Regions from separate parts of the Anas platyrhynchos genome. Here region 2 is linked to region 1. A link is a contact called in public Hi-C data. All regions are on one chromosome and are shown on one strand. The core of a region is the stretch at or near the end of the contact, and the rest is flanking DNA. Distances in the headings are between cores, read along the strand shown. Region 1 holds the start of TSPAN5 (tetraspanin 5). Region 2 overlaps TSPAN5 (tetraspanin 5).

What was found. A called contact is a pair of places that touch in the nucleus more often than the background predicts.
Region 2: a Hi-C map of F1 follicle shows a contact between it and region 1, with 2.8 times the contacts expected there. The contact joins the enhancer-like site here to the promoter of TSPAN5 in region 1. A contact is called at or near these places in 4 of 8 Hi-C or Micro-C datasets (F1 follicle, liver, skeletal muscle and 1 more).

The regions. Positions count from the first base shown.
Region 1 is chr4:10,914,397-10,917,969 of IASCAAS_PekinDuck_T2T, reverse strand. TSPAN5 (tetraspanin 5) reads right to left here and starts at 1,802. Exons shown (of 8, transcript XM_027457262.3): 1 at 1,222-1,802. The coding sequence starts at 1,302.
Region 2 is chr4:10,985,891-10,989,172 of IASCAAS_PekinDuck_T2T, reverse strand. It overlaps TSPAN5 (tetraspanin 5), which reads right to left. Exons shown (of 8, transcript XM_027457262.3): 8 at 1-3,282. The coding sequence ends at 3,267. Among named protein-coding and RNA genes, the nearest start is that of TSPAN5, 71 kb to the right of the region's middle. Within about 2 kb of position 1,297, at least 4 of the 8 cell types and tissues checked have an H3K27ac peak or open chromatin away from gene starts, as enhancers often do.

The DNA.
Region 1 (3,573 bases), core at 553-3,052:
CCCAGTCAATTTCACTCTACCAATGTACCTTCTTGGTTAAGGAAAGGCATTTCACTGTAAAAGCGTGATTAATATCAAAAGTCCCGTTCTTCCAAAACATCCTCTCCAGGCGCCTTTACTTTCCAGGAACACAGACAAAACGTTAGCTACAAGCACTTCTCCACCAAGCACCTTCCTCTGTTCTCACCACAGCGGCGACCACAAGCTTAGCGTTAGCAAGGAGGCTCCTCTCCTCCATTACTCCTCACCTTCATCTTGAAGAAGGTGGTGGTAGGGGGTGAGCCAAGACACCTTTATGGTCCAAAAAAGACAATGTGTGAAGTATGTGCCCATCTCACTTTCAGAGTTCCTTCGGAACATATTTACCCTACGTGGGTTTGTGCACGTTTGCCATCGCTAAATGGAGCATCTCATGAGAAGCTTTCACCCAACTTTGCTACTCCATGCAGCGCTCCTGTGCAAACACTTCACCCCTCAGCACAAAATTCTGAATAACACACCTCCAAACCCGACTGCTTGCACATCCGGACCCAGCTGCTCCTCTTTCAAGCCCGTCACACCGAGAAGATGCTAGAAATACCACCGTACCCCCGTGACGCTTCACCACACGGCTCGGTGCCCAGCGCCGGCACAGCACCACGAGCCTTGGTGCCAGCAGAGGACCGAGCACCGTGGCCAGGAGCCCCACTGACACCCCAACCGTGGGCACAGAGCGATCGGATCCGTGCACGGCCCCGGCGTTGTGTAACCCTTCCCCTGTTTGTTGGGAGAACTTGAGCCACGATTTATTTTTCCCCACTAACACATCACCATGCAGACACACAGCTCGATCCCCGCTCCAGGCCCATGCGTTTGGCTGAGCCCTCCCCCACCACAAACCGGTCTAAATGGGGAGGAGGGGGAGATGAAAAATCAAATTATTATCGTTTTAAGGATGAAAAGCTCTTGGCACCCACAACAAAAGCAATTAGGAGGGTCGGCGGGGCAGGGGAGCAAGCAGCCCCGGCAGGCGCAGGAATGCAGCGGCCGCACTTGGCAGGGGAAGGGAAGGGAAAAGAGGAGGGAAAAGGGAAAAAAAGGGGAAAAAAGGGGAAAAGGAGGGGGACACCCCATCCCCAGCCCCGTCCTCGAGGCCAAATGTCACGATGTGTCAGGACACGTCCCCCCAGGAGGAGGAGGAGGAGGAGGAGGAGGAGGAGGGAGAGGAGCCCGGCCGCTTACCCAGAAAATGACATTGAAGCCGAAGATGAAATATTTGATGCAACAACTGACTTCAGGCCCCTTGTAGTGCTTCCCGGACATCCTCTGGGCTCATGAAGACACTTTGCTGGCGGCCAGGGAGGGGGAGAGAACCAGAAGAAGGGGAGGGGGCGAAAAAATTAGAATGAAAAAAATTAAAAAAATAATAACAAAAATGAAAAAATAAAAATGAAAAAATAAAAATTAAAATTTTAAAAAAATAAAATTAAAAAAAAAAATAGATAAGGGGAAGGAGAGAGGGCTCAGCGCCGGCTGCGCGCCGCGGGGAGATGCGGCAGGAGCAGCGCGGCGGCTGGGCTCCGACTCGCCGGGCGCCGGGGATGGCCGGCGAGCAGCTCCCTCCTCCTCCCTCTCCTTCTCCTCCTCCTCCTCCTCCTCCTCTCCCGCATGGAGGAGGAGGCCCCGGCGGGGAGCAAAGGGGGGAAGCCGCCGGGAGGCGCCCGGGCAGAGGCGCGGGGGGCTCGGCGCTGCCCTCCCGCAGCCGCCGCCCGCCGCCCTCCCGTTCGCCGCCCCCGCAGCGCTCAACGGCCGCCGCGCGGCCCCGCCCCGCGCCATTTTGAGGGGGCTGGAGAACGGGGCTGGGGGGGGGGGGACCGCGAGGGGGCGGATTCCCGGGCGTGATTGACAGCCCGCTCCGCCAATCAGGCCTCGCGGAGGCCCCGCTGGCTGCCCCGGGGTGCGTGGCCCCGAGGGGGCTGCGAGGGGTGGGGGGGGCGGCTCTGAAATGGCGGCCGGGGGTGGGGGGGGAGCTGAGGGGTTTTGTTAAAAGTGCGGGTTTTTTTCGCTTCGTACAGCCCCGATATGCCTCCCCCGGCAAAATGGGCACTGAATTCATGTTTAACGTATTTATATTTAACACATTCCTACTTAACATACTCAACGTATTTACATTTAACACGTTTACATTTAACACGTTTATATTTAATGTAACCACCGCAGCCTCGTGTCGCTTAGATGCGTTCATGCGCTTCGTGCGATTCAGAGCACACCCAGTCCGGTGTTAGCCACCTAACATGTAACATTAGCCACTGAACAATGCTTTTTTTGGCTGAAGGGTATCGTCGCTTCAGCGCTGCCAGCCTTCAGCTTCCTGGCCCTGCGATAAGTGCGATGCTTTTACTTGAAAAGATGGAAGGCTTCTTTGTAATGACGAATTAGGTCTCCCGCCTCGATGAGGCTGCAAGACAACGTGCTTCAGAAGTAGGATATTGTGAGAAGGGCGGGAGGCAGGCTTCGGTTCAGCATCACCTCGAGCTGGTTTGGGGGCCTTGGGCATGGGTCTTTAAGAGAGAAGGGAGAAGAGAAGAGAAGAGAAGAGAAGAGAAGAGAAGAGAAGAGAAGAGAAGAGAAGAGAAGAGAAGAGAAGAGAAGAGAAGAGAAGAGAAGAGAAGAGAAGAGAAGAGAAGAGAAGAGAAGAGAAGAGAAGAGAAGAGAAGAGAAGAGAAGAGAAGAGAAGAGAAGAGAAGAGAAGAGAAGAGAAGAGAAGAGAAGAGAAGAGAAGAGAAGAGAAGAGAAGAGAAGAAGCATTCACTGAAATAGATCGATGAAATAGATCCATGAAAACAAGCCATGTGTTAAATGGTAAATGAGAAATTAACGCGACACATACCTATACATTTTAACTGTGATGGGATAGGTTACCTTATGATCAATAACCCTGTGTATCTTGTTATTGTTAACTTTGTGTCTTTGCAAGACCACTCCTGGGAAGAGAGCAGGAAAGGATGGATAATCAGTAATACATAGGTTCTGTACCAAGGAATAAAAGCCTATCACCATGTACAGTATGGTAATAGAATATTATATTGAGGTGCTGTTTTTACAAGTGATTTCAAATATTGGTGACAACCTGTACAAACATTGATAATGCTGCTGTCACAACACCCTGCTAACACCACATGTTGGCACCCTTTAGCATTTTAATGCTTCACAGGCAACAGGAAAATATTGCGGAATAATATTTATTACAATAAATTCAATAACAATCTCTGATGGTTTACCTGTCAAACCATTCACTCCTGATCAACAGCTTAAAAAGAAATGCAACCTACGTCAATTATAGCATCGCATTACATGCCTTCATTTGCATTTTCAATCGAGAATAGTATCATCATTGCCAAGTGTCATTTCAAAGTCAAAAGCTTTTCATATTTTCTCACCATCTGATCAGATTAAGAAGAATTTAGGACTTCTAGTGTTAATGGTTAGACTGCACACTTCAAGAGGGTATTGAACACAGAGCCCTGGTCTTTTTAATTCACTTTGTGTGTACGGTTCCTGTGCAGCCTCAGAAATGAGCAACCAGACAGCAAA
Region 2 (3,282 bases), core at 48-2,547, 72 kb before region 1:
CTCTGACAGGAAAATGGCTTTAAAACTGGGGCTGAAGGGATCAGACCTCCCGCCAGCGACACTGCCATCACGGACAGACTGCCCAGCAAAGGGGTTTCGTGCTCCACAAAGGGCCACAAGCCTGGCAACAAATTTCTGAACAACCACCGCACGGTAAGGATGGTGACGCTGACCTCCACCACATCGGGCAAGCTAGAAATTGCCAGAAAGCCATACTGCCTACCGTACCTTATTGCTCTGGAAAATAAGCCCGTGTAGCCAGCGGTTGTGCTCTAGTTGTGCTCACCTGAACGTTTTGCAAGGTTTTCTGGAAGAAAGCTTGATCGGTTTTGGTAGGCTCTGACAATTACAGATGGATTTCCAAGGCCTCCCGCAAGCTTTCCGAACTGGACGCCTAAGCTGTAAGTAGATCGGGCATTGTCAGGACATCTTACCCGATCCGTAGACAAAAATGTGGCATTTAAATGTGCAACATAGGCAGCTAATCCTGAACATTCAGTATGCATCCATCAAGCAACTGCAAAAATGAGAAAAAATAAGACCATCTCTCAGGAGTTATGGGGGGGAGGGTGTCAGCATCTGCAGCAATAAAGACAAGGTCTAGAAAAATACCTTATTTAGTGGTTTTTATTAAGAACAGTCACTCTGGGACTCAGCAGAAATGCTGCACATCTGCGTGTACACATGCAAGCAGTGAGAACAAGACTTGCTCACCTCAGATCGTTTTTACCTTCCTATCAGCCTGACACTGCCAAGGGCACGCCGAGCAGACCGGACCTCGGAGGAGAGCGTGACAAGTCAGAAGGCCAATACAGTACAACTGCAGAAATTCAAGTAGAGGAATGGAAGTTGTCTTCAGAAGCTCACAGCAGCAACAGCAGTACTCAAGATCAGTGGCAACAAGGAATGTTTCTGTAATGCAGATTTTTTTTTTTTCTTTTCTCCACAGCGAAGTGCTGGGTCACAACCAAGGCTCTTGGGTGGAGGAGTTACTTCCTGAACCACGTTTCCCTGATTTCTCCCCGCACCATTTCATTACAGTGCAGCAACCTAAGTGCTGATGACCTGTCTGTCCTGCTGCTATCAGGCAAAATGGTGTGTCCCTTTGGGGGAAATGAACACCAGTAACTCCTCAAGATGAGGAGCGCTAAGAAAAACGTAACACTGCGGTGAGGTGGAACCAACTTTATTAAGGACAGTGAATTATAATTGCTTTCAAAGGCTTTTAAAAATGCTCTGAGTCACGGCTGGCCTTTAACAGCAGATACCATAGGATATGGAGGCTGCCTGATTCAGAGCCAGTCAGTGGGAGTTAACCAGAAGAGGATGAGGTAATACTCAAAGACAGGAGGGCAACAGGACTATCTGTGGCATCTGTGGAACAGTGTGCCCACCTTTGGACAGGGATAAAACACAGCCAACTAAAGCACAGAAAGGCAAAATGTGCAAGGGTACATATACTCACACGTTTAAGAGTCATGGGGCCAGAAAGGACCTCAACAGGTCATCAGACCAGACTCCTATCCATCCCCCACAACAGGGAAGCTTTGAAAACAACGCATTCATCTCTTCTACTTCACGTACTCGTTAGGAAACTCATCTCAAAGATGCTAAGCTCTTACAGTGAGGTCCTACACACCACCCTTGGTCGCTGTTTTAACAAAGCAGGAGCCAAAAGCTCATCGCTTTTAGGACCAGTTCTGCATATACTGAGAAGGGTCATATAACAAGCTAAATTTATACAAAGTGCAATGAAACTACCCAAGCCATGGTTAGGTTCGGAAATTAACTACTATTTGTGAAGAACAATGAATCAAACTGGATGGAGTCTGATCTAATTCTTCTGCTATTTGTGCTTTATTCCAAATTCTACTCTTTTTTCGACTCAAAAGAGTCTGTGTCTTGGCTGATCCTAATATACACTTCGATTTTAAAACTTTTATTCCATTGCTTCAAGAAAGCTTTTTGTTGCATTTAGAGCAACAAATGGAGACATCTCTATAGCAAGGACTTGTTTTCTCAAGGTATAGATTTACTTCTGGCAAAAGGTTTTCTGTCCAACTTCCAAGGGAATGGGATATGATCTTTCCATAATCACATGCATTTACCAATAAATAAGTTTGGGTTAGACTGTATTAAAACATATGCACAGATTTAAAGCACTGGAGTGTCACAGGTACTTACTCCACAGCTCATGCAAGAAAAAAGAATTGAAGGAAAAAAAAGAAAAAGAGAGAAAGACCAAAGCCTCAGATAGGAACAGACCAAGGAATTATCTTAAAAGAAGTTTTGCACAAGTATTTCAAAGCACTAATATTAGTGAGATCCCTAAATACATTAGGTTACACTAAATTCCAGAGAAACAAAAAATTTAGCCATATCAGATACATATGCTTTGATTTAAGTTAATATATAATTCATTCTTTGAATAATATTATTCACTTGGACCCAACATCCACACTGCTTTCATACATTTATACAGTTATATCCCATTCTTGCCTTAAGAAACTGATGTCCTAAAGTATGGCAGCAACCAAAGGATCTACAACCTTTGTTCGTCAAATATAAAACTCCTTTCCTTTCATACAAGGGTGTAGAAAGGAAAAAAGATGTTGATAAAATTAGACAGTTCTCCCTGTGAGCTTGCCGATTCCAACATCAAAGTACAACAGGGAAATGGTTGTAAGCTTGTGTAAAAAAAAAAAAAAATCCTTAGTTTTAAAAACATTTTCATATACTGTACAATAGATGCATAGAAAGTTGCTTCCTGCTTGATGGGTTTAGGCCTGTAGCTATGTTTAGCTGTGAAAACAAGAAGATTGCTCCTTTACAGAGTGGTGAGGAGAGAGACCATCTTGGGAATATTTGGCAGCTATCGTAGAGCTCATGACATGAAGAATAAACAGCATATCCACAGACTACAATGATGCAACTCTGTCCCACTGAATACACCAATTTTTAAAAAGTGTCCACTTGTTACTCAGGATCAAGAATACAGTAGAGATTCACGGCTCAACAGCTTTCAAACTGGTGGTTTAAAACAAAAAAATTGTCAGTGAGCAGCAGATTTTAAAGAGCCCACTCTTCTCTCCCCCACCCCAAAGAAACACGAGTTCACTGCAACATCAGGAACTTAGGCTTGAGACTATGTGGGAGAGAAGGCTTCCCTGTCACCCATGTCCATACAGCTTGGTGTCGGAGCGACACACTGGAGGTTTCAGAGGGTTTCGGTTGTCCAGTGTCTTGTTGTGGTTACTTCAGCAGTTTTACCAGCTGGCTCTG